7 separate regions of the Mus musculus genome follow, and all the other regions are linked to region 1. A link is a contact called in public ChIA-PET, Hi-C and HiChIP or PLAC-seq data. All regions are on one chromosome and are shown on one strand. Each heading gives the region's core, a stretch centred on a gene start, on an enhancer-like site or on the middle of the called end of the contact. The rest is flanking DNA. Distances are from core to core; before and after follow the strand shown. Region 1 holds the start of Nr4a3 (nuclear receptor subfamily 4, group A, member 3). Region 2 has its middle 32 kb from the start of Gm32544. Region 3 has its middle 6.4 kb from the start of Gm32544. Region 4 has its middle 110 kb from the start of Gm32544. Region 5 overlaps Invs (inversin). Region 6 overlaps Tex10 (testis expressed gene 10). Region 7 overlaps Invs (inversin).

The links. Hi-C and Micro-C count contacts between places; a contact is called where the count stands out from the background. ChIA-PET counts read pairs in DNA pulled down with a chosen protein or histone mark. HiChIP or PLAC-seq counts read pairs in DNA pulled down with a chosen protein or histone mark.
Region 2: a contact with region 1 is called in a Hi-C map of myocytes, with 4 times the contacts expected there. The contact joins the enhancer-like site here to the promoter of Nr4a3 in region 1. A contact is called at or near these places in 8 of 39 promoter capture datasets (the 3T3-L1 cell line, cranial neural crest, embryonic stem cells and 3 more), 4 of 484 Hi-C or Micro-C datasets (the N1E-115 cell line, myocytes, psoas muscle and 1 more), 11 of 115 datasets of contacts at active chromatin or transcription factors (the NIH/3T3 cell line, VIP interneurons, bone marrow-derived dendritic cells and 8 more) and 2 of 9 other capture datasets (adipose tissue and pancreatic islet).
Region 3: a Hi-C map of the N1E-115 cell line shows a contact between it and region 1, with 8 times the contacts expected there. The contact joins the enhancer-like site here to the promoter of Nr4a3 in region 1. A contact is called at or near these places in 7 of 39 promoter capture datasets (the 3T3-L1 cell line, embryonic stem cells, hippocampal neurons and 2 more), 2 of 484 Hi-C or Micro-C datasets (the N1E-115 cell line and uterus), 13 of 115 datasets of contacts at active chromatin or transcription factors (astrocytes, cardiomyocytes, craniofacial prominence and 9 more) and 1 of 9 other capture datasets (adipose tissue).
Region 4: an H3K27ac HiChIP or PLAC-seq map of bone marrow-derived dendritic cells shows a contact between it and region 1, with 2.7 times the contacts expected there. The contact joins the enhancer-like site here to the promoter of Nr4a3 in region 1. A contact is called at or near these places in 5 of 39 promoter capture datasets (the C10 cell line, embryonic stem cells, frontonasal cranial neural crest and 2 more), 2 of 484 Hi-C or Micro-C datasets (embryonic fibroblasts and embryonic stem cells), 6 of 115 datasets of contacts at active chromatin or transcription factors (bone marrow-derived dendritic cells, embryonic forebrain, embryonic hindbrain and 3 more) and 1 of 9 other capture datasets (macrophages).
Region 5: a contact with region 1 is called in a Hi-C map of myeloid progenitors, with 4 times the contacts expected there. The contact joins the enhancer-like site here to the promoter of Nr4a3 in region 1. A contact is called at or near these places in 3 of 39 promoter capture datasets (embryonic stem cells and pre-B cells), 3 of 15 datasets of contacts at CTCF or cohesin (the NIH/3T3 cell line, embryonic stem cells and large pre-B cells), 18 of 484 Hi-C or Micro-C datasets (the AtT-20 cell line, the G1E-ER4 cell line, the HL-1 cell line and 5 more), 24 of 115 datasets of contacts at active chromatin or transcription factors (T-cell acute lymphoblastic leukemia, cardiomyocytes, craniofacial prominence and 12 more) and 2 of 9 other capture datasets (embryonic stem cells and liver).
Region 6: a contact with region 1 is called in an RNA polymerase II ChIA-PET map of memory CD8 T cells, with 57 read pairs. The contact joins the enhancer-like site here to the promoter of Nr4a3 in region 1. A contact is called at or near these places in 3 of 39 promoter capture datasets (embryonic stem cells, liver and pre-B cells), 10 of 115 datasets of contacts at active chromatin or transcription factors (the 230-238 cell line, embryonic midbrain, embryonic stem cells and 5 more) and 1 of 9 other capture datasets (embryonic stem cells).
Region 7: an H3K27ac HiChIP or PLAC-seq map of extraembryonic endoderm stem cells shows a contact between it and region 1. The contact joins the enhancer-like site here to the promoter of Nr4a3 in region 1. A contact is called at or near these places in 3 of 39 promoter capture datasets (cranial neural crest, embryonic stem cells and macrophages), 1 of 15 datasets of contacts at CTCF or cohesin (large pre-B cells), 11 of 115 datasets of contacts at active chromatin or transcription factors (the 230-238 cell line, acute myeloid leukemia, embryonic forebrain and 7 more) and 1 of 9 other capture datasets (macrophages).

Annotation. Positions count from the first base shown.
Region 1 is chr4:48,043,896-48,046,697 of GRCm38.p6, reverse strand. Nr4a3 (nuclear receptor subfamily 4, group A, member 3) reads right to left here and starts at 1,393. Exons shown (of 8, transcript NM_015743.3): 1 at 982-1,393.
Region 2 is chr4:47,669,347-47,672,046 of GRCm38.p6, reverse strand. No RefSeq gene overlaps it. Among named protein-coding and RNA genes, the nearest start is that of Gm32544, 32 kb to the right of the region's middle. Within about 2 kb of position 1,401, at least 9 of the 459 cell types and tissues checked have an H3K27ac peak or open chromatin away from gene starts, as enhancers often do. A contact at or near this core is called in myocytes, where this site is marked.
Region 3 is chr4:47,643,868-47,646,694 of GRCm38.p6, reverse strand. No RefSeq gene overlaps it. Among named protein-coding and RNA genes, the nearest start is that of Gm32544, 6.4 kb to the right of the region's middle. Within about 2 kb of position 1,509, at least 15 of the 459 cell types and tissues checked have an H3K27ac peak or open chromatin away from gene starts, as enhancers often do. A contact at or near this core is called in the N1E-115 cell line and embryonic limb bud, where this site is marked.
Region 4 is chr4:47,748,507-47,751,361 of GRCm38.p6, reverse strand. No RefSeq gene overlaps it. Among named protein-coding and RNA genes, the nearest start is that of Gm32544, 110 kb to the right of the region's middle. Within about 2 kb of position 1,476, at least 2 of the 459 cell types and tissues checked have an H3K27ac peak or open chromatin away from gene starts, as enhancers often do. A contact at or near this core is called in bone marrow-derived dendritic cells, where this site is marked.
Region 5 is chr4:48,417,810-48,420,605 of GRCm38.p6, reverse strand. The region is part of intron 13 of Invs (inversin); the gene reads right to left. Among named protein-coding and RNA genes, the nearest start is that of Tex10, 54 kb to the left of the region's middle. Within about 2 kb of position 1,360, at least 24 of the 459 cell types and tissues checked have an H3K27ac peak or open chromatin away from gene starts, as enhancers often do. A contact at or near this core is called in microglia and myeloid progenitors, where this site is marked.
Region 6 is chr4:48,435,246-48,438,228 of GRCm38.p6, reverse strand. It overlaps Tex10 (testis expressed gene 10), which reads left to right. Exons shown (of 15, transcript NM_001355740.1): 12 at 1,712-1,792. Among named protein-coding and RNA genes, the nearest start is that of Tex10, 37 kb to the left of the region's middle. Within about 2 kb of position 1,283, at least 12 of the 459 cell types and tissues checked have an H3K27ac peak or open chromatin away from gene starts, as enhancers often do. A contact at or near this core is called in memory CD8 T cells, where this site is marked.
Region 7 is chr4:48,358,145-48,360,844 of GRCm38.p6, reverse strand. The region is part of intron 3 of Invs (inversin); the gene reads right to left. Among named protein-coding and RNA genes, the nearest start is that of Invs, 80 kb to the right of the region's middle. Within about 2 kb of position 1,289, at least 2 of the 459 cell types and tissues checked have an H3K27ac peak or open chromatin away from gene starts, as enhancers often do. A contact at or near this core is called in extraembryonic endoderm stem cells, where this site is marked.

The DNA.
Region 1 (2,802 bases), core at 144-2,643:
CAAGAACGTTCTTGGAAATCAAGGGACCAATGCTCATGAGCTCCCGCATGACTGCCGGAAGCCTCCAACAGGTTCGAGAGGTGCCTTTGAAAGCCAGTCTCCGCCGGCTGCGCTCCGCTGCTCGGCTCCCCTTTTCACCATCGAGAACTTTCCTTTCTACTAAGAAGAAAACACTCGGAGCAACTTCTCCGAAAGCTCATTGAAAAGTAACACAAGCCTTTCCCACACCAGCCAAGGCCTGGAGAAGAGGGACCTGGTCCCCACGCGTGTCGGGGCGCGAGAGTCGGCAATTACACCCGATTACCTCCATGGGGAAAAGTGTAAACCAGCAAGTCGGCGACGCCAGGCAGACGTGCCTAGTGGAGCCCGGGGCTCATTTCAATACAATAAGCCGCATTCCTACAATTACACCCTCTTTGCTGAGCTCCTCCAGAGCCTCTGCAAACTCCGGCCGCTGCTGCCCAGGCACTGGCCCTCCTAAGCTTTCTCCCAGACAACCAGCTCCGTTTCACCATTAGACACATTAACTCGGACCCACCAGAGTCCCTATTTCCAATTCCACTTAAAAGGCAGGAAAATTACTGCCGTTCATCACCGGGGCTCCAACTCTGCCTCAGCGGCAGCCGCTGCCGCCGCCGCCGCCGCCGCCGAGAGCATCATTACCATGACAACTAGAGCCGAAATACCCTGAATTACGACGCTGGAGCAGCTACAGCACAAATCCAGGTCCTCCTCTTTGTTAGAGGCTTTTAGCCTCTTTGGGTGGGGAGAGGAATCTCACAAGCTTCAGAGTCCCTGAGGGCCAGCTACAAGGGAAAAGTTTCAGCTTGGAACCCACCGGTAGCTGGGCGAGAAAACCTGAAAGGGGAGGCGGCGGGAGGGGGCCACCCCATATTAAAAGTTGTCAATTTCAGGAGCGACACTTCCCAGCGCGCCAACTTTTAAGCAAGTCCCCACATTAACTGGGCATATCGTACGTACTTGGGTGCTGTGGCGGTTCCGTCTTTAGAGCGAGTTTCTAGAGAGCGACCCCGAAATCTGGATTGGGGGAGAGTCACAGCTGCTGTCCCGGAAGGGCTGCGGTGCACAAACCCAGCGGCTCCCAGAGGCGGTGAGCGGCTGGCGGGGGATGCTGCGATCCCAACTCATGGGAGAGCGCCGCCGAGAGGTTCCGCAGGCATCCAGTCTCCGGCTGCGACCAGGGGGTAGGATGTCGCCACGTTTCCCACCTCCACGGACACTGCGGGCTCTGTCAGCGTTGCAAAGTGAGCCCTGGAGGGGCGTCCGGCTGCGGCGCGGCGCGGCGCGACACTGGCGAGGGAGCCGGGTGAGAGGGGTGTGAGCGCGCGGGAGAGAGTGGAGTGTGTGTGCGGAGCGTGTGAGCGCGCGTGTGTCTGTCTGTGTGTGCAAGTGAAGGAGCGGGTGTGAGCGTGTCTGTGTATGGGGAGCGGAGGAGGAGCAGGCGCTGGAGGGGTGGGGGGCGGGAGGCAGGAGACTCGGCTCTCCCGGCTGCGCGTTCGCTCGCTCTCTCGGCACGTCATTTATGCCACAGGAGCCCTAGCAGCCTCTCCATAGAGTGCCTGGAATGCGAGACGTCAATGTGACGACATGGGACGCTACGTCACCCTCCTCCTCCCTCCCCTGGCCCAGCCGGTTCCGCGTGTGCGAGGGTGTGTGTGTGTGTGTGTGTGTGTGTGTGTGTGTGTGTGCGCGCGCGCGTGCGCGCGTCCTCCGGCCATTCTCACGGCCGCACAATGGAAACCACGGGGAGCTGCGGACCCCAGCCCTGAGGCTTCTCAGATTCGCGCGGCCAACCCCTCTGCACGGGAGCCGCTTGCCAGGGCGCCGGTCTACCAGAGGGTGCCGCAGCCCGCCCGCGGGTCAGGCGGGACCGCCCAGCTGTCAGGCTCCGGGTGGAGCAGAGTTGGAGGAGTGCTGCTGGCTCGCCTCCGAGGCTGCCCCGAGGCATCTAGCCAGGTCCAGGGGGTAAGAGAGAGGACAGCTCTTCCGAAAGGGAAGGCTACGCCAGCCAGCTTCTCCGAGTGACCTGGCAGTCGCAGCTGAAGGAGTCTGGCACCAGGCCGAAGACTCCCAGAGGTGCAGCTGTGCTTCCCTCATGCAATGGTTCTAAGGCTGTTTACGTCCCTCTGGCCCTCTGCGCCTAGGCTAATTTGCCTCTTCCTCCTGTCATGCTGTTAGTGTTTCACCCTAGGATGCAGACAGTTCCAGGGACAAGATTTTATTTCTTTTTACTTATGGTGTGAGGTTCTTGACTGGACGCTTTATAATCCAAAGAAGTGCACATCCAGCCACGCGCGCGCTGCACGAGAAACTATATATAAAACAAACACACCACACGTGTTGAACAGCTGAGTGAGTCTGACTGTTCCTCTACTCCCCAGCACCGGGTCAGACATGGAACTCAACTCGCATTTGAGGGTTGTAGATGCCTCCCCTTCCACCTCTCAAATGAAATATTCAAAATCAGTCAACAGGATTCATTAGGTTGTCTCTAGGGGATCTTAACTATGGTCTCCTGGGGCGGGGGGCGGGGGGGGGGAGGTACATTTGTCTTCCAAGTATGTAGAAAGTCTGGGCGACTGTATAAGGGACAGCGATTTTTTCCTGGAAAAAAATTTAGGGTGTCACTTTCTTGCTGAGAACAAAACAAAACAAATAACAAAAACAAAACAAAACAAAACAAAACATGTTTGAGTTAAGAACTCTTAGTTCCAAAGGTTGCTGCTAACTGAAAGTAACCTCTTTCAGAAAAAAAAATTTTTTTTTACGAAGACGTTAGAA
Region 2 (2,700 bases), core at 152-2,651, 370 kb after region 1:
TCTGGTAGAAATCTGTGATAAAACCATCTGGCCCTGGGATTGGGGGGGGGTTGGGAGACTTTTAATAGCTGATTTTATTTTGTTAGTGGTTATAGATCTGTTTAGTTTGTTTACCTGATCTTTATTTAGCTTTGGTAAGTGGGATCTATCAAGAAAACCATCCATTACATTTAGATTGTCCAATTTTGTGGACTACAGTCTTTTGAAGTAAGACTTAATGGTTCTATAAAAATATTCTTAATAAAAATAAGAAAAAAGAAAATATTTAACTTAGTTTTTAGGTATTTTGTTACCCAAAAGGAACTGGGGTCTGGTGGGAATCAAAGTTAACTTAGGAAGTGAGAGCCTGTGCCCATGTTTCCTTGGCAGAACTGAAAGTGACTAAGAGATCCTGTCAGTGTGATTCAACTCAAGTATTTTGTAAAGCCCTAGGAATGGTAATGGTGGGAGGAGCGCTCCCAGAAATAGAAGTCTCATCAATCATGGTGCAACTTATGAAGGACACAGTCAGTGAGCAAACCTGCTCTCCTAATATCTGTTTCTGCTGAGGTCAAGACGTGCCGGCAGATAAGAACAGAATTTTCTCAGGATGAGCTCAGGGTATGGCAACCTCCGACAGATGAGAAACTGACTCCTATGAAGGAGATAAGGCAGGGTAGTGTTTACGACAAAAACAAAACAAGAAGCTTGGGACTCACATGTAATGTCTTCTCTGCTACAATTGGTCCAGAGAGACACTTGAATGTCAAAGTAATCCTCCCATTCAGGTGGCCTTGGGACTTTGTACCAAAAGTCAAGGTAGGACTGTTGAGCATACAGTGTATGCTCAAGTACTCTATAGATCCCTGTTCTCTGCCAAGGCTATGGCTGGGATCCCAACAGAGGGCTCTGGAACAATGACAGAGCAAGGCATCCCCTGAGTACCAGAGGGCCACTCTGTTCTACTAGATGGGAGTACAGGGTACTTTGAATGAGAAATACCCACCTTTGGGCTTCCATACTTACACATTTGGTCTCCTGTTGGCAGTTTTATTTGAGGAGGTTATGGAACCTTTAGAAGATGCAGCCTTGCTGAAGGAGGTTCATCAGTGCAGATGAGCTTTGAGAGTTTATAGCCTTGCCTCATTTCCAGTTCACTCCCTCTGTGGTGAAGCTGCGATCTCTCAGCTTCTTGTTCTAGCCAATCATCTGCTGCCATAGCTCCCTCACCCTCGTGGACCCTTCCTCTGGAACTGTAAAGCAAACTAAGTTGCTTTTGGTAATGGAGTTATATCACAGCAACCAAGAAGTAACTAATACAGAGAAGCCGCTATTCGGAATGTAAGGACAGTTATGCAGACAGCTGATCTGAGCTGGGGCAGCTGACATGACATCAGCTCTGGCAGGGGAGGTGCTGACAGCAGTGGTTGGGGCATGGAATTGTGTTGACAGAAGTTGAATCAGCAGACACCAGAGCAGCAGGCAGGAGCTTGCACAAATTGTTCCAGATACATTTCTCTCCTTGTGAACTTGCAACATGCACAATGTCTAGCTAGTACCAGAGTTGGGGTGGGGAGTGAAGTACTTTGTTATCCACCACCCAGAGAAGCAACTAGAGGTTGGATCTATTGCTTGCTATGCGCAAACAGCCTTTCTGACACCAGGCATCATACTGATGAACACTAAGTAGCTGCAGGCTTTCTGGTGTGAATAACCACTTGTGTGGCCCCCAACACATTTCTTCAAATGTAAGACACGGTTGATTATAATATACACAGTTATCTCACCTATAGTTGAAAAAGAAAATGCTAACTGTGTTATCCTAATGGTTAAAAGATTCCCCCTGATATAAAAGCATGAAAAAATGTGCTTGTTTGAACTGGTAAGTTATAGCATCATGTTCTGGGTTCAGCATTTAATACAGGGCTGTACACAATAAAATTCAAGCCTAATTTCAGGATGTATATGGTCCACTGGAAAGACAGATGCTAGAAATGAAATCTCTGAGGTAATGCAGGGTCTTCAGGCAGCACCGAATTCTTCTCTGAGGAGGGGATTTTAAAGCTGAGCTGACAGCAGAGCAAAAGCTAGCTAGGTGAGTGTGAAGGCAGAACTTTGTAGGTGAAGGGATGGATGTATGGAAAGGTTCTAAGATGAGGATGTCCTGTCATGATCAAGGGTGGGAGTGACCAGAGTCGGGCAAGGTAGGATCAGGAAGGACAGCAGCCTGGGTTAAGGAATTCGACTTATCCGAGTACATTCTCGCAGGAGAGAAAGCAGATTCATCATGTGCTTTATGAATTACTTTATGCCCAGTGCTGACATGAGAGGAACCTCAGAACAGCTGCAGGAGGAGCTGCCAGAAGATATTTGAGACAATTCAAAGGCGAGAGGATAATGGGGTGTCATGGGGTGCTGGCAGGAGGGCTGGAAAGAAATAAGGACCAGGTGACAGACTACAGTGGTGCTCAGGACAGCCACAGGCCCCATGCTCCAGGGTTTATCCTGGCAGAAGGGAATCAAGCAGTACAAATGAAAAGGAAATTTTTGTTCTGAGATGGTCTCACTAGGTTAGCTCTGGCTGGCCCGGGACACACTGTATAGGCCAGGTTGACCTTGAACTCACAGAGTTCTTCCTTCTTCTCCCTCTAGAGTGTTGGGAAGAAAGACTATACCACCACAGTAAGACTAACCACATTTATTAAGGTTTTGTTTTTATTA
Region 3 (2,827 bases), core at 260-2,759, 400 kb after region 1:
ATTCTAGACTTGTTTGCAGACATCACCCATTTGTGGCTGCCTGTCATGGGCAGTGAGTTCCCTGTCACTGAAGATGTGTGTAGCACTTATTACCGGAAGGCACCTGAAGCACGTTCTATTGCACTGTCCAATCCTCACAGGAATTGTCAGTGAGCAGTGACATTATTTCATAGCAATAGCCACCCAGTACAGAAAACTTAGAAAAGATTTTGCACAACCAGAAATGGGAAAAATTAAAGCCTCCTCTAATTTTACCACCTGGAGACAACTTTATCGCTGTGGTGTTTGGTCTATTTCTCCCTAGGCTTTTTCTCCCCCGCCCCCTATTTTTTGAGAGGGGTGCTTTGCATGTTGAATGTACAGTTCTAGAGTTTGCTTCTATTTGTAAACAATAGATGGGGAACCTCTTAGCAAACGCACAGCTGCCGCATGATGCTCAATGTGTGCCGGGTTAAGCTCTCACTCATATGGGTGTATGACAGCTTACTTAACAAACCTTCCGTTACTGAGCATTTAAATTGACTCCTATCTTTACTGTGAAAACAGCATCTCATAGCTCTATCATTTTGCGTATTCTTAATTATTTTGCCAGGGCACACTCCTAGACATGGGGATGGATTTCTGCTTTGGTTTTTGACAATTTCCCCTTTTTTTTGAAGGTTCCCAACAGCAACCCATGAGTGCGAACATTCACTTGCAGAAGTAAAACAGACCACTTCTTTTGTGTTTCTTTGCCATTTGATTTCTTTTCCTTTGTAAATTAAATAGAGTTCACGTGGTAATGCAATGCCTGGCCCGTAGAAATAAATACTAACTAATGCCATTACTATCAGCACCCTGGACTTTGTTGTAAGGTAGCGACCCTCGGACATTGTAAGTGCCAACCTCAAACCTGTCATTTTATTTACATTTAAACACATTTATTCTATTGACTGGAGCCACACATGTATAAACATTTTTATATGAAGAAATTCATGAGCCTTAATCTTATTCTGCCTCTGGCAACAGAACAGACCTTTCTGCTCTCAGCATATATAAATGTTGCTTAAGTGTTCATCTTATAAAGTCTTTGTGACACCATACATTATATGTAAATCCATAATGCGCCTAGGATTTATATAAAAGGTAGGGTGAAGACCAGAGGCTTTTCCCAAAACAACAAATGGCTTACCTAGTCAACAATGGAGCATTTTTTTCCCAAACTGGAACAGTAATGTTTTTGAATCAAGCTCTGTGAATAGCCCCTTCTGAGTGGAGAGGGATTAATTGCTGCATGTCAGAAGTCAGCATGGGGCCAGTGCTGTTAAACACACTAATGGCTGAGGTGGATGGGGCTCTGGCAAGCAGGCTGCAAGCTTCTCCCTGTCCAGTGGTGACTTAAGTGGGTGACTTAGAGCCCAACATGACAGTGAGGAAAACCAGACAGCCCTCAGTGTCAGCAGGGAGCGTGGCTGTGGTGTGTGGTTGCCATCTGCCTGGAGCCTCACCCAACTCCTTGGCCCTCACAGTGTAAAACCAAAAGTGGAGAGGTCTGGGAATGGCCAGGGCCTAGAAAGGCCACACCCAGAGTCTCCTCCTGCTGAACACTCAGCAGAGGCCTGTGTCCCAGCTTTCCCTCCTACATGATTGTCCTCTCTGCTCCGAGCACTTCCAGAGTGTGCCTGCTTTCCTACATGCCACACTCTGTCCTTTTCTTCAAAGTTCACATTTCAGATTTAAGTGATTCTTCTCTAGAATGTGTTTCTGTGCTATATATGGCTGACCCTCACTGCACAGTGTGTCCACATTTGAACTGTCTGTTGGGAGGCTGAGTTTCTGAACACAGCTCTTAGTCACTACTGACAGCAGTCAAGGCTACCATGGCAATTTGACCCCATGTGTTTTACCTCAATCCTATACGACATCCTGGCAACTGGGAGGGAAAGACCCCAGAAACGATTTGTCGAAGAGGGACAGAGTGGGTCAGAAATAGACCTGGAATTCTATTCACATTTCACGCTTACATAAAAACAGGCCTCATTCAGTGCCCATTCTACCACCTCAGTGACTCCCTTCCCACTCCTGTCAGGGTTTCTTGGGAATCCTTTGCTTTAACAAACCCAGAGATAGCCCAGTCAGTAAAGTGTTTTGCAAGTACCAGGACATCCTCCTCTTGGTTTGTTCTGCCTTCTCAGAACTCAGGGCAGGACCAGATCTGGGACCCATGCAGTACCAATATATATCACCCTGGAATTTTTGTTAATGAAGCCAATGGTCCTCTGGTCTTTGAGGAAATGGTTTGCTTTGGAATGGAGCCCATACACAGGCAGGCAGTCGAAGATGAGAGAGACAGAGGGGATGGGAGAGCTTCTGGATGCTGTGCGAACTTAAAATCCAGCCACCCTAAAGGAAAACCCCTTCAATCCCATGGCCCTGTGAGCTAACAGGTTCTTTTACTTATGTGTGCAAAACATCTGGAGTTGAGTTGCTATCATGTGCAACCCATATAGATCTGAGGCCTTGTGAATCTTTGGTACCCATAGGCAGTATCCACACTGCCTGCCCAGTCCCTGTGCTTCTCACACTTACATTCATGAAATGATTGAGTCAAGACCCCTTATTCCAAGATGTGAACTGTTCCTTGATGAGATTCCAGGCCTATGGAACTTCACCTCGACTTGATCAGGACAACTACAGAAGCATTGCTAGCAGTAAACCAAGTATTGATACCGTAGGTGAGAGTCACAGGTGATGTCTGTCTCACAGAGAACTGATATCATTTGCTGCTCTGTAACCATTCCTTTCCTTTCTATAAAACAAGCCCTTCCCCTGTCTCTAACCATGTTGA
Region 4 (2,855 bases), core at 227-2,726, 300 kb after region 1:
ATTGGGAAAGGATCTTTACCTATCCTAAATCAGATAGGGGACTAATATCCAACATATATAAAGAACTCAAGAAGGTGGACTTCAGAAAATCAAATAACCCCATTAAAAAATGGGGCTCAGAACTGAACAAAGAATTCTCACCTGAGGAATACCGAATGGCAGAGAAGCACCTGAAAAAATGTTCAACATCCTTAATCATCAGGGAAATGCAAATCAAAACAACCCTGAGATTCCACCTCACACCAGTCAGAATGGCTAAGATCACAAATTCAGGTGACAGCAGATGCTGGCGTGGATGTGGAGAAAGAGGAACACTCCTCCATTGTTGGTGGGATTGCAGGCTTGTACAACCACTCTGGAAATCAGTTTGGCGGTTCCTCAGGAAATTGGACATAGTACTACCGGAGGATCCAGCAATACCTCTCCTGGGCATATATCCAGAAGATGCCCCAACTGGTAAGAAGGACACATGCTCCACTATGTTCATAGCAGCCTTATTTATAATAGCCAGAAGCTGGAAAGAACCCAGATGCCCCTCAACAGAGGAATGGATACAGAAAATGTGGTACATCTACACAATGGAGTACTACTCAGCTATTAAAAAGAATGAATTTATGAAATTCCTAGCCAAATGGATGGACCTGGAGGGCATCATCCTGAGTGAGGTAACACATTCACAAAGGAACTCACACAATATGTACTCACTGATAAGTGGATATTAGCCCAAAACCTAGGATACCCAAGATATAAGATACAATTTCCTAAACACATGAAACTCAAGAAAAATGAAGACTGAAGTGTGGACACTATGCCCCTCCTTAGAAATGGGAACAAAACACCCTTGGAAGGAGTTACAGAGACAAAGTTTGGAGCTGAGATGAAAGGATGGTCCATGTAGAGACTTCCATATCCAGGGATCCACCCCATAATCAGCATCCAAACGCTGACACCATTGCATACACTAGCAAGATTTTATCGAAAGGACCCAGATGTAGCTGTCTCTTGTGAGACTATGCCGGGGCCTAGCAAACACAGAAGTGGATGCTCACAGTCAGCTAATGGATGGATCACAGGGCTCCCAATGGAGGAGCTAGAGAAAGTAGCCAAGGAGCTAAAGGGATCTGCAACTCTATAGGCGGAAAATCATTATGAACTAACCAGTACCCCGGAGCTCTTGACTCTAGCTGCATATGTATCAAAAGATGGCCTAGTCGGCCATCACTGGAAAGAGAGGCCCATTGGACACGCAAACTTTATATGCCCCAGTACAGGGGAACGCCAGGGCCAAAAAGGGGGAGTGGGTGGGTAGGGGATTGGGGGTGGGTGGGTATGGGGGACTTTTGGTATAGCATTGGACATGTAAATGAGCTAAATACCTAATAAAAAATGGAAAAAAAAATAAGTCACGGAAGATCCAAATATCAGTGAGAAGTCTATTCTTCTGACAGTAAAACCGGAAGTGAGCACACCAGTGTGGCTAAGGGACATTTTATGATCTTAAACTTGTGTCCAAACCCCAGCCCATCTTCCCCATGACCTTTGCTCTTCATCTTTATTTCACTTTTGTTATTAAAACAGGCTTTTCCCTTTCTTGGTTTTCTGCAAGCACAATGAGCTGGGCGCATATGCCTTTGTATCTCTGAGGTGCATCTTTCTCCACCCCTTCCTTAGGCCACTCCTTCTCCTAACCTGGCCTTAGCTCTGTCCTTCGGATTTTGCCCCAGCCACCCTAAGTCCTTTTCTAGTGTCTTCTCTACATTTGATCCAAAGTTCGCCTTTCTACAGAGGACATCACTCATGACTCACAACCCTTTGATGGTCTCCTGCTGATTCTAGAATAGTTGAAGCTCTTCAGCCTGACACTCAAGGCGAGGCCAGTTTCCTAAAACTTGCGTGGCAACTAAAACAACTGTTCCATGTCATTAAAAATCCACTCATATTTGCATGATTTAAAAAAAAAATCTATGTATGTGAATTTGTGTGTTTATGTATGTGTGTATGTATGTATGTATGTATGTATGTATGTATGTAGCAAGTCAGAAGAATCGATCCTGAACTGTCCCAGTCTACCCCTGTTCATGTTATTCATTAAAGACAAGGTCTCTCATTGAATCTGGGTCTAGGTGCTGGCAGTCAGCAAGTCCCATAGATCCATCAATCTACTGGTCTCTGCTCAACTCCCTCATGGTGTTGTGGTTTGGGGCATGTATGGACACACCCAGGTGTTTTTATGGGGTGCTGAGACCCAAACTCAGGTCCTCAGGCTTAGGCAGCAAGTGCTTTTATCTGCTGAGCCATCTCTCCAGCCCTTCATTTAAATTTTACCCAACTCTACAGGGAAATGAATTTTTGCTTTTAAATTCTCCTTTTAATTGAAATGACATAGAAGGTCAATAACGAGATGACTGTATGCTACCTTTTCAAATGTAGTCCTGTTTTATTTTTTTTTTAGAATAAGGCTGCTTTTCCAGCTTACCAGTGATCCCAGAATTTCCTGGTCTCATTCTCAATTCCCATAGAAAGTCAAGTCTGAGAGAGATTGACTGGTATCCAGGAGCAGACCCAGCTCAGCTGTGGGATGTACTAATCAGGTCTCTGATGTAAGAGTTCCCAAAGACCTAGGCTTTCATTCTGCATATGGGGAAACTGAAGCTTAGATGGGATGAAGTCAAAGGCAGAGCTGGGGCTGGGATGTGGGTATTTGGTGTCATTTCCATAATTCTACCCCCAAAGGACTCTGTCCCATGTCTCCTTGAGTTAACATTCCAGAGTTTTTAATAGTTCCTCCTATCCCCCATCTCCAGTGCTCACCCCTGGGGCTGATTATTCAAGCTGCCACCAGCCATGGGTTTCTA
Region 5 (2,796 bases), core at 111-2,610, 370 kb before region 1:
TCGGGGGGGGGGGCAGTCTCTCAGCCTAGAGCCTGCTAAGAAGTGTTCTTTGGGATTGGGAGACGAGGGAGCCTGGCAGCAGCCTGACACATGCAGCATCTGAGCTCGGGACAGGACCACGGGCATCTTGAATTGCGAGTTCTCACATTGTCAGGCTTTAATGTCAGCTCAGGGTGCAAGCTACTCTCATGGCTTTTTATATCAGTGTTCAGTTCTCAGCCAGAAATATATAGGCTCATGAGTTAAGTCAGCAGAGCAAGTGAGAACAAGTATATACAGATACAGAGATATATGAGATTACATGTTGTAAACATGATATGTCATTTGCATGAGAATATATTGTAAGGGTTTGAATGAGAATGGTTTCCATACATTCACATATTTGAACACTTTGGGTAAGGTTAGGCGGTGTGGCCTTGTTGGAGAAGGTGTGTCACTGAGAGTGGGCTTAGAGCTCTCAAAAGAGCACCCCATTCCCAGTTAGCTGTCTCCCTGCTCTGGCCCCATGCCTTCCTGCCTGACTGACTCCCTGCCTGCCTGCCTGACTCCCTGCCTGCCTGCCTGCCTCCCTCCCTCCCTGCCTGCCTCCCTCCCTCCCTGCCTGCCTCCCTGCCTGCCTGCTTCCCTCCCTGCCTGCCTGCCTGCCTGCCTGCCTCCCTGCCTCCCTCCCTGCCTGCCTGCCTCCCTCCCTCCCTGCCTGCCTGCCTCCCTGCCTGCCTGCCTGCCTGCCTGCCTGCCTCCCTCCCTGCCTGCCTGCCTCCCTGCCTGCCTGTCGTCATGCTCCCATCATGATGGCCATGGACTCACTGTCTGAAACTGTAAGCCTCAGTAAACTGTTGTTTAAGTTGCCCTGGTGATGGAGTCAGTCTATTCATAGTGTGTCACAGCATTGGGTCCCTGGGGGAGTCTGCCTAGTAGCAATGTGATTAAAGGACAAAATTAAGTGCTTATAAAAAAGTGTAGAAGTCCAAGGTCGGAAGCCACCATCATAATTCTGTCCAGCCCACAGCACACAGCCTGGTTTTGCAGTATCATGGCCGAATGCTTTAGAAGAAGGCTGGTGTGCACTGCCCTAGCCCGTGCATTTACTCAGAGTCTGCAGAGGAGCACATCAGCAGAGCTGCACTGGGCACCCGAGGTTCCTGGGTAGTCAGTGTGTGCTCACCGCTGGAGGAGGTAGAGCATGCACCCAGTAAAGACTTTCTGTGTTATGGCTCGACACTGGTGGTTTACCTCTGGATCGACAGCCTGAGAGTTTACCCAACTACTTCGATTATTTTGTATTTCAGACACCCTGTGAGGTACTGGGAACACAAAGTACTGACACAGTTCCTGTTATGAGAGAATGTCTGTACTGACATTGCACAAGCCTGTGCAGTGTGACTGTGGCATGTCATCCACTCAGAGGAGAAGTTGAACTGTCACTTTCTTAAACCTCAGCTCAAGAGCAGAATGTAGCAGAAGCGGTGTGAACTCTCTGGAGTGTACATTTTCAGGCCGCACGACTTCTGCCTTCTCTGTGAGCACTAATGGAGATGAATGAATATACATGAGAATGATAGGCCATACAGAAAGAGATCTGAGGTCAGACATACAGAGGAGGCCATTTTGGTTTCTGCCCAATCGACCCTGCCTCTAGCACCTAGCAAGTGAGCCCAGGTGACCCAGCTGGAGACTGCCAGTTAACCCTCAGCATTTCTAGAGACAGTGTACTGTTCTTTTAAGCCTCTTGGTTGTGGGGTAGATTTTTATGCCATAGAGAATAAGCACCATAGAAACACTACCCTCAGAAAGGTGGCCCTAGCAGAGGCCCTTGACGCTGACTTTGGGACTGGCCGAGCAGAAACTGCTAGGGCAACGAAGAGACTGTAGTGAGGTTGGGAGAGCAGGGACGAATTGCTGCTGGAGTCTGGAGAAGGGTAAACCTTGTTATTCAGGGCACAATGACTGGGAGCACGGTCCCTACAGTAACTTAAGAGATGGGTCACAGCCAGGCGTGGTGGTGCACACCTTTAATCCCAGCACTCGGGAAGCAGAGGCAGGCAGATTTCTGAGTTTGAGGCCAGCCTGGTCTGCAAAGTGAGTTCCAGGACAGCCAGGGCTACACAGAGAAACCCTGTCTCAAAAAACCAAAAAAAAAAAAAAAAAAAAAGAGAGAGAGAGAGAGAGAGAGAGAGAGAGAGAGAGAGAGAGAGAGAGAGAGAGGGAAAACTACCCAGTGAACTTGGAGATGCTGCTCAGGTGGTCTCCTGATGGCAGGAAGAAGTACTGACTGTCTTTAAAGCTGCAGCTATGTTTTTGGGATCGAACCCCTCAGGCCCTCAGGTTTGGAGGCAAGACTTACAAAGGTTTAGTAGCTCTGGCTTGCTTCTCTATTACACAAAGTAATTGCTGTTGGTTGGTTTGGATTCCTTTCTTTCTGCTCAGCATCACTAAGAGCACAGGTAGAATTTGTGGTATGACCTTGTCTTTATTTTCTGTCAGTTCATCTGCATACATAGTAGAAGGAAAAAGAGATCCCTACAAATTGTCCTCTCACCTCCACATGTGCACCATCTCTCTCTCTCTCTCTCTCTCTCTCTCTCTCTCTCTCTCTTTCTCTCTCTCTCACACACACACACACACACACACTAAATAACTCTAAGTTTATTTAATCATGAAATGCATATTACAAACATGAATTTACTTATTGGATATTAAAATAAAAACTATATTATATTTGGAGCAGTCTCATTAAAGAGAAATAAATGCAACAAACAAAGCTGCAGATGCTGAGGTGTGGAGAGAGGAATATAA
Region 6 (2,983 bases), core at 34-2,533, 390 kb before region 1:
GGTATTGTTTAAATTGACTCTGTCTTGCATTAATATCTTGTTTTCTCTATTTATGGTGATTGAAAGTTCTGTTGAGTATACTAGTCTGGGCTGGCATCTGTGGTCCCTTACAGTCTGAACCCTGTCTAGGCCCTTTTGGCTTTTAGAGTCTTCATTGAGCAGTCAAATGTAATTCTAATAAGTGTGCTTTTATATGGTACTTGGCCTTTTTTCCTTGCACTTTTTAATATTTTGTCTTTGTTCTGATTATTATGTGACAGGAGTTCCGTCCGTGTCCGTCCCGTCCGTCCCCCTCCTCCCCCGTCCCATCTATTTGGTGTTCTGTTAAGTTTCTTGTATGCTTATAGATATCTCCTTCTTTAGGTTAGGTAAAGTTTCTTAATCTGATTTTGTTGAAAATATTTTTTTGGACCTTTGAGTTGGGAATCTTCATCTTCTTTTGTTTTGTTTTGTTTTTTATTGGTTTTTCGAGACAGGGTTTCTCTGTGTAGCCTTGGCTGTCCTGGAACTCACTCTGTAGACCACGATGGCCTCAAACTCAGAAATTCGTACCTGCCTCTGCCTCCCAAGTGCTGGGATTAAAGGCGTGTGCCACCACCGCAGGGCTGGAATCTTCATCTTCTATTCCTATTCTTAGGTTTAGTCTTTTCATAGTGTCCCAGCTGTTCCTGGATGTTTTGTGTCAGGAACTTTTTAAATTTAACATTTTCTTTGACCAATGTATCAATTTCTCCTATCCTATCTACCATGCCTGAGACTCTTTCTTCCATTTCTTATTCTGTTGGTCTTGCTTGCATCTGTTGTTCCTGTTTGCTTGCTTACCTAGATATTGCTTCTGTTTCCATTTTTAGGTCTTGAGCAGTTTTACTCATTTTCTTCCCATGTGTTTGTGTGTGTGTGTTTTTAAAGGTATTTATTCATTTCCTCTTTAAGTGCCTCTGTCATAGTCATAAGATTGGTTTTAAGATCATTTTCTTGTGCTTCAGCTGTGTTGGAATATCCAGGGCTTGCTGTAGTAGGTAGGTGGTCTGTTAGTGCCACATTGCCCTAGCTGTTGTGTTGTTATGCTGGCCTCTAGGCATCTGGGTTTGTGGTAATTATAGGTTTAGGTGCTGATTTCTGAGTTTATTTTTGTTGGGTGGGTATTTTTCCTTGGTTTCTGTTTCTTCTCTGGTCTTGTGGTCTACATGGCATGGGGTTCTGGCTAACAGTCCTCTGGTTCAGTAGGGTGTTTCTGCTGAGGTTTTGGTGGCCTGTGTGAATCCTGGGGTTGGTGCCTCTGAAGTCCTGGGAACTGGTGTGGTATTGAGGTTCTTCTGGGGTTTCAGGAAATGAAGAGTGAGGAAGGGTGAGGTGCTGCTGTTTGGGCGGCTGGGCTGGCTCTCGCGGCATGCATTCTCTACTAAGGAAAACTAGAAGGCTTTTGTCAACCACTTGATTCTACTCTTTGGGCCTTTTGAGTTGTAGCAATTAATAGAAATAGTCTCCATCTTCCTAAGCTAGAAAGGTTTAGATGCTTTTGTAGATACTTGATAGATGTAGTATTGTGCATATGTGATGTGTTTAACCCTTGTTATTTGCATCTACAAAATCAAGGTTTTGTTACCTGTTTGCTATATTGATCTGCAAAGTTGCTTTAAAAATTGTGTTGAACTTGTCTTAATTCTTAATGTCTTGATACAGCTACTGTTTTTCTCTTTTTTTCTGACAGGCAGTTTGTCACAGCTTATTGGTTATTCCTGCCCGAAGCCAGAGCTTTGACATCATGCAGAGTGCCATCAGTAAGCATTTGGTAAATAGCCTTAGTTTTATGTTTGTTTGTTTGAAGTAAAATGACGTTTCTCTGGTACCTCATGGCATGCAGTGGTAAGAACTTTTGCTGGCTGTTGCTAAGTATGTCACTGAGGGTGCTGTTGGAAAGTGAGTAGAAGGAGGCATGCCTTCTTTTTCTTAAGACCTTAGTTTCTGTATTTGTGAAATAAGAGACCTTAAAATTAAAAACCAGTGCTGGGCAGTGGTGGCACACGCCTTTAATCCCAGCACTTGGGAGGCAGAGGCAGGCCATTTTCTAAGTTTAAGGCCAGCCTGGTCTACAGAGTAAATTAAAAAACAAAAAACCAGTCATTTCTGAGTTAACCTCAATGAGTGTGTTTGGGATCCAGTAGTCTGTGGTTCAAAGTAGGGGCGTTATAGGCTTAGTCATTGGAAGCAGTGGGCTCAGCTTTGAGACAGGCTTGTCTTTTAGCCCTTAAATTCACATTTGTATGCCTCCACTAGGTCTTTAAACTTCCTCTAATATTTATATTGTGACTTGGATTTGTTTGTAGAATATGTTTAATTGCAACATTAAAATCTGTTTTTCTGGGGATTCACTTCTTTGATTAATTTCCACAACCCTCTTCCCTCTTTTAAAGTGAAGTTTCCCTTGAATTGGGAAAGAATGCACTGTTAATTTTAAGTGTCTTTCTTTCCTTGCTGTCAGACTTCCAGCTCTTATTCTCTTAACATCAAAGATGTGGACTTTTTTTTCCCTTCTCTGCCTCTAGTCACAGGTTTTTGCTTTCATGTGCCCACATTTGTTGTGGGAAAGGCTTAACATCCCAGCCAGTCTTGGCCTCCATTTTGAGATTGCCTTTTGGAGGAGGTTCAGATCCGACTACTGGACAGTTACAGCTGTGTTCCAGCCTTAGTGACAGTGCACCCCTGTGAGCTAGATGAATGATCACACCATAATGAATCTTTTCTGGCTTTTGGGTTTCTTTCCAGTGAGCAGCTTAATGTAAATATCTCTTACTAATCCCTCTAGATGCATTTTCCTTATTGTACCCACATGGCTCAATGTAAAAGAGACTGCATATAGAGTATGATTGTTAGGATTGTGACTTTGGATATAATATATGAAGCATTCCTTTAAATAATGTTATTTCTGACCAAGGATAGAGACTGTAATGTTTGAAACCTGTAAAAGCTTCCTCCATGAAAG
Region 7 (2,700 bases), core at 40-2,539, 310 kb before region 1:
GTGAGAGCCAGAATCATCATTAATCCAGACTGAATGAGCTGTGCACTTACTAGAGAAAGAGATCATGCAAGCATGCGCTGGGGCACTTGTGCTAGGGCGCTGAGTAACTGGCTGCCTGTGTCTTAAGAACTGCAATTTGGGGCTGGCGAGATGGCTCAGCGGGTAAGAGCACCCGACTGCTCTTCCGAAGGTCCAGAGTTCAAATCCCAGCAACCACATGGTGGCTCACAACCATCCGTAACAAGATCTGACTCCCTCTTCTGGTGTGTCTGAAGACAGCTACAGTGTACTTACATATAATAACAAATAAATCTTTAAAAAAAAAAAAAAAAAAAAAGAACTGCAATTTGGTTTCTTGTTAAGTGAGAAGCTTGTGGGAGATGATATCAAGATTTTCTTCTAACCTTATGATGCTACAATTGTAACATAATCTATCCTCACAAAAATACCCAGAATCTCTAGTGTGCAGCACAGAGTACCATACACATATGTTAGTATGAATATGAGTTATAAAATGATTAACTATGCTACAGAGGAAGATTAAATATTACATATGAGGAGTTTATAAAATATAGTTTATAATCGGAGTTAGATATTACTGATGATTTGGAACAGAAAATTACATAAAACTAATTGTTCATTATTTTAGGATAGATTACAGTTGAAAGTCAATAGATGTCACCCTTTTATAGGAATTTAAGATATCTACTATGAATTTTATTTCTATATTATACTTTCTTCAAGTATAATTCACTTTAGTCTCATCAATAACCAATTTAACAGACTGTTTACAGACAGATGGAGAGACAAATGACAAATTAGTACTACCCAGGTTTGTGGCATGGACATAAAAAGTGAATTTATTTTTCAAATACCTTTTATAGCCATAGTCTTGCAAGTAGAAGACATCTTATCTGGTTTGCTATTGATCCAAATGACAAGGCTGAGCTCAGATTAAGGATATGTCAGAAACCTGAGCGAAGGCTACCACAGACACGGCAGGATGGTAGCTTCTTTCAGAATGATCTATTAAGGCTCCTGTGTTTACAAAGGCAGCTGGAACAACACAGTACAATATACTGGGTTGTATCAAGCAGCCAGCAGTGCGGCCATAAAGACTGGGGCCCTGATGTGATTCCCCCACACACCCATCACCATACCTGCTTACTTCCAGCAGTAAAAACTATGTCCAGACTTTTGAAGATAAACACAAAATATGTGTTTATCTGCCCGAACCCACACCCCTTTGCTATTGTCAACATTTCTTTGTGAACAAATGATAGCAATCCTAAGAGATGGTGTCTGTTGTAAGACAATGGGGGGCACTATCTAACTTAAGCTCCCTGTCAGCTTGAAAGGTCGAGTACAATTCAAGAATTTCATCCCAAGATCTTCTCTGGTGATGTCAAAAATATGACGTTAGCTTAGTATGGTAATGATTTATTTTAATGCAGATACAGAGTCCTTTTAAATTCCCAGCTGCTCCTTATATAGTACAGCATTTGATGAAAAAGGAAGGTTTTAAGGAGAAAATACACTAAAAAAAAAAACAAAAACAAAAAAGTAACAAAACCAAAAGTAACGTGCACAGCGTTGGGGAGCCTATTTTTGATTGCCTTGGGATTAGCACCTCTTCACAGGAGATCCACTGCTTTCTAGACCAGAATGAATTGAAGAATTGCATGAGAATCATGGGAATAGAAAAGAGCCTTCAGAAAATTCCTCCTTCAGATGTCTGCTGAGAGACTTAGGCTTTACTTTAAACAAACAAACAAACAAACAAACAACAACAACAAAACAACCAAAAACACCTAAAAAAAATCAAGACACAAACATCTGACACTGGTATAGATCAACAACCTAAGACTATTGTAGTTTAAAACATCAGTAAAAATTTCATTTCCACTTTGCTTTACAGGTCAATATATGATTTTCTGTTTTTACAAAAAGGAACAGAATATGCCTTCACCTACCATCAGCTTTTAGTGGTGAACATGAGTGTAACTGCATCATCATTAAATATTATCACCATAATTACAATCAGGGGCCTGAATCTGAATCCTGACTCCAACTCCTTATGATTTGATTTGGCTAACTGTTGTTACATACCTACTTTGTGAAAGGCACTGGTTTTAGAAGTGATAAGTAAGGTAAATTTAGGGGTCAGTTCCCTCAACTATGAAATGACCTAGTCCAATTAAGATGTAGAAACTAGTATTTGCCAAGCGGTTTACAGCGACCAGTTCTTAAGTGGTATTAGTTTATGCTAGAAAAAAAAATCTATTGCAATCAACAGATTCTGAGAAATTGTGGAAGAGCTTCTACCTGTCCTGTGAATTTCCAAGGATAAATAGGCAACATTCCCCATACTTAGTTGACCAGGGGACTTAGTCTTCACAGGTCTCATGGGACTGTGCTCTTCCATGTGTGCTTGTGCACACACAAGCATTGGTGTGGGTGAATTAAGGTCTGTGAATGCTCTGGTGCTGTGTTAGAGGTTAGAGAGCAGCCTTGGGTGAGTCTCTCCCTTGTGTAAGACAGGCTCTCTGTTGTTTTCCACTGTGTGCACAAACTAATTGGCCGAGGAGCTGTGAGCAATTCTTCTGCCTCCATCTCCCATGTCCCAGTAGGAGTGCTGGGATTACAGATGTACACTATCCTCTGGTTTTTACTGAGATCTAGGGATTAGGACTTCAGTCC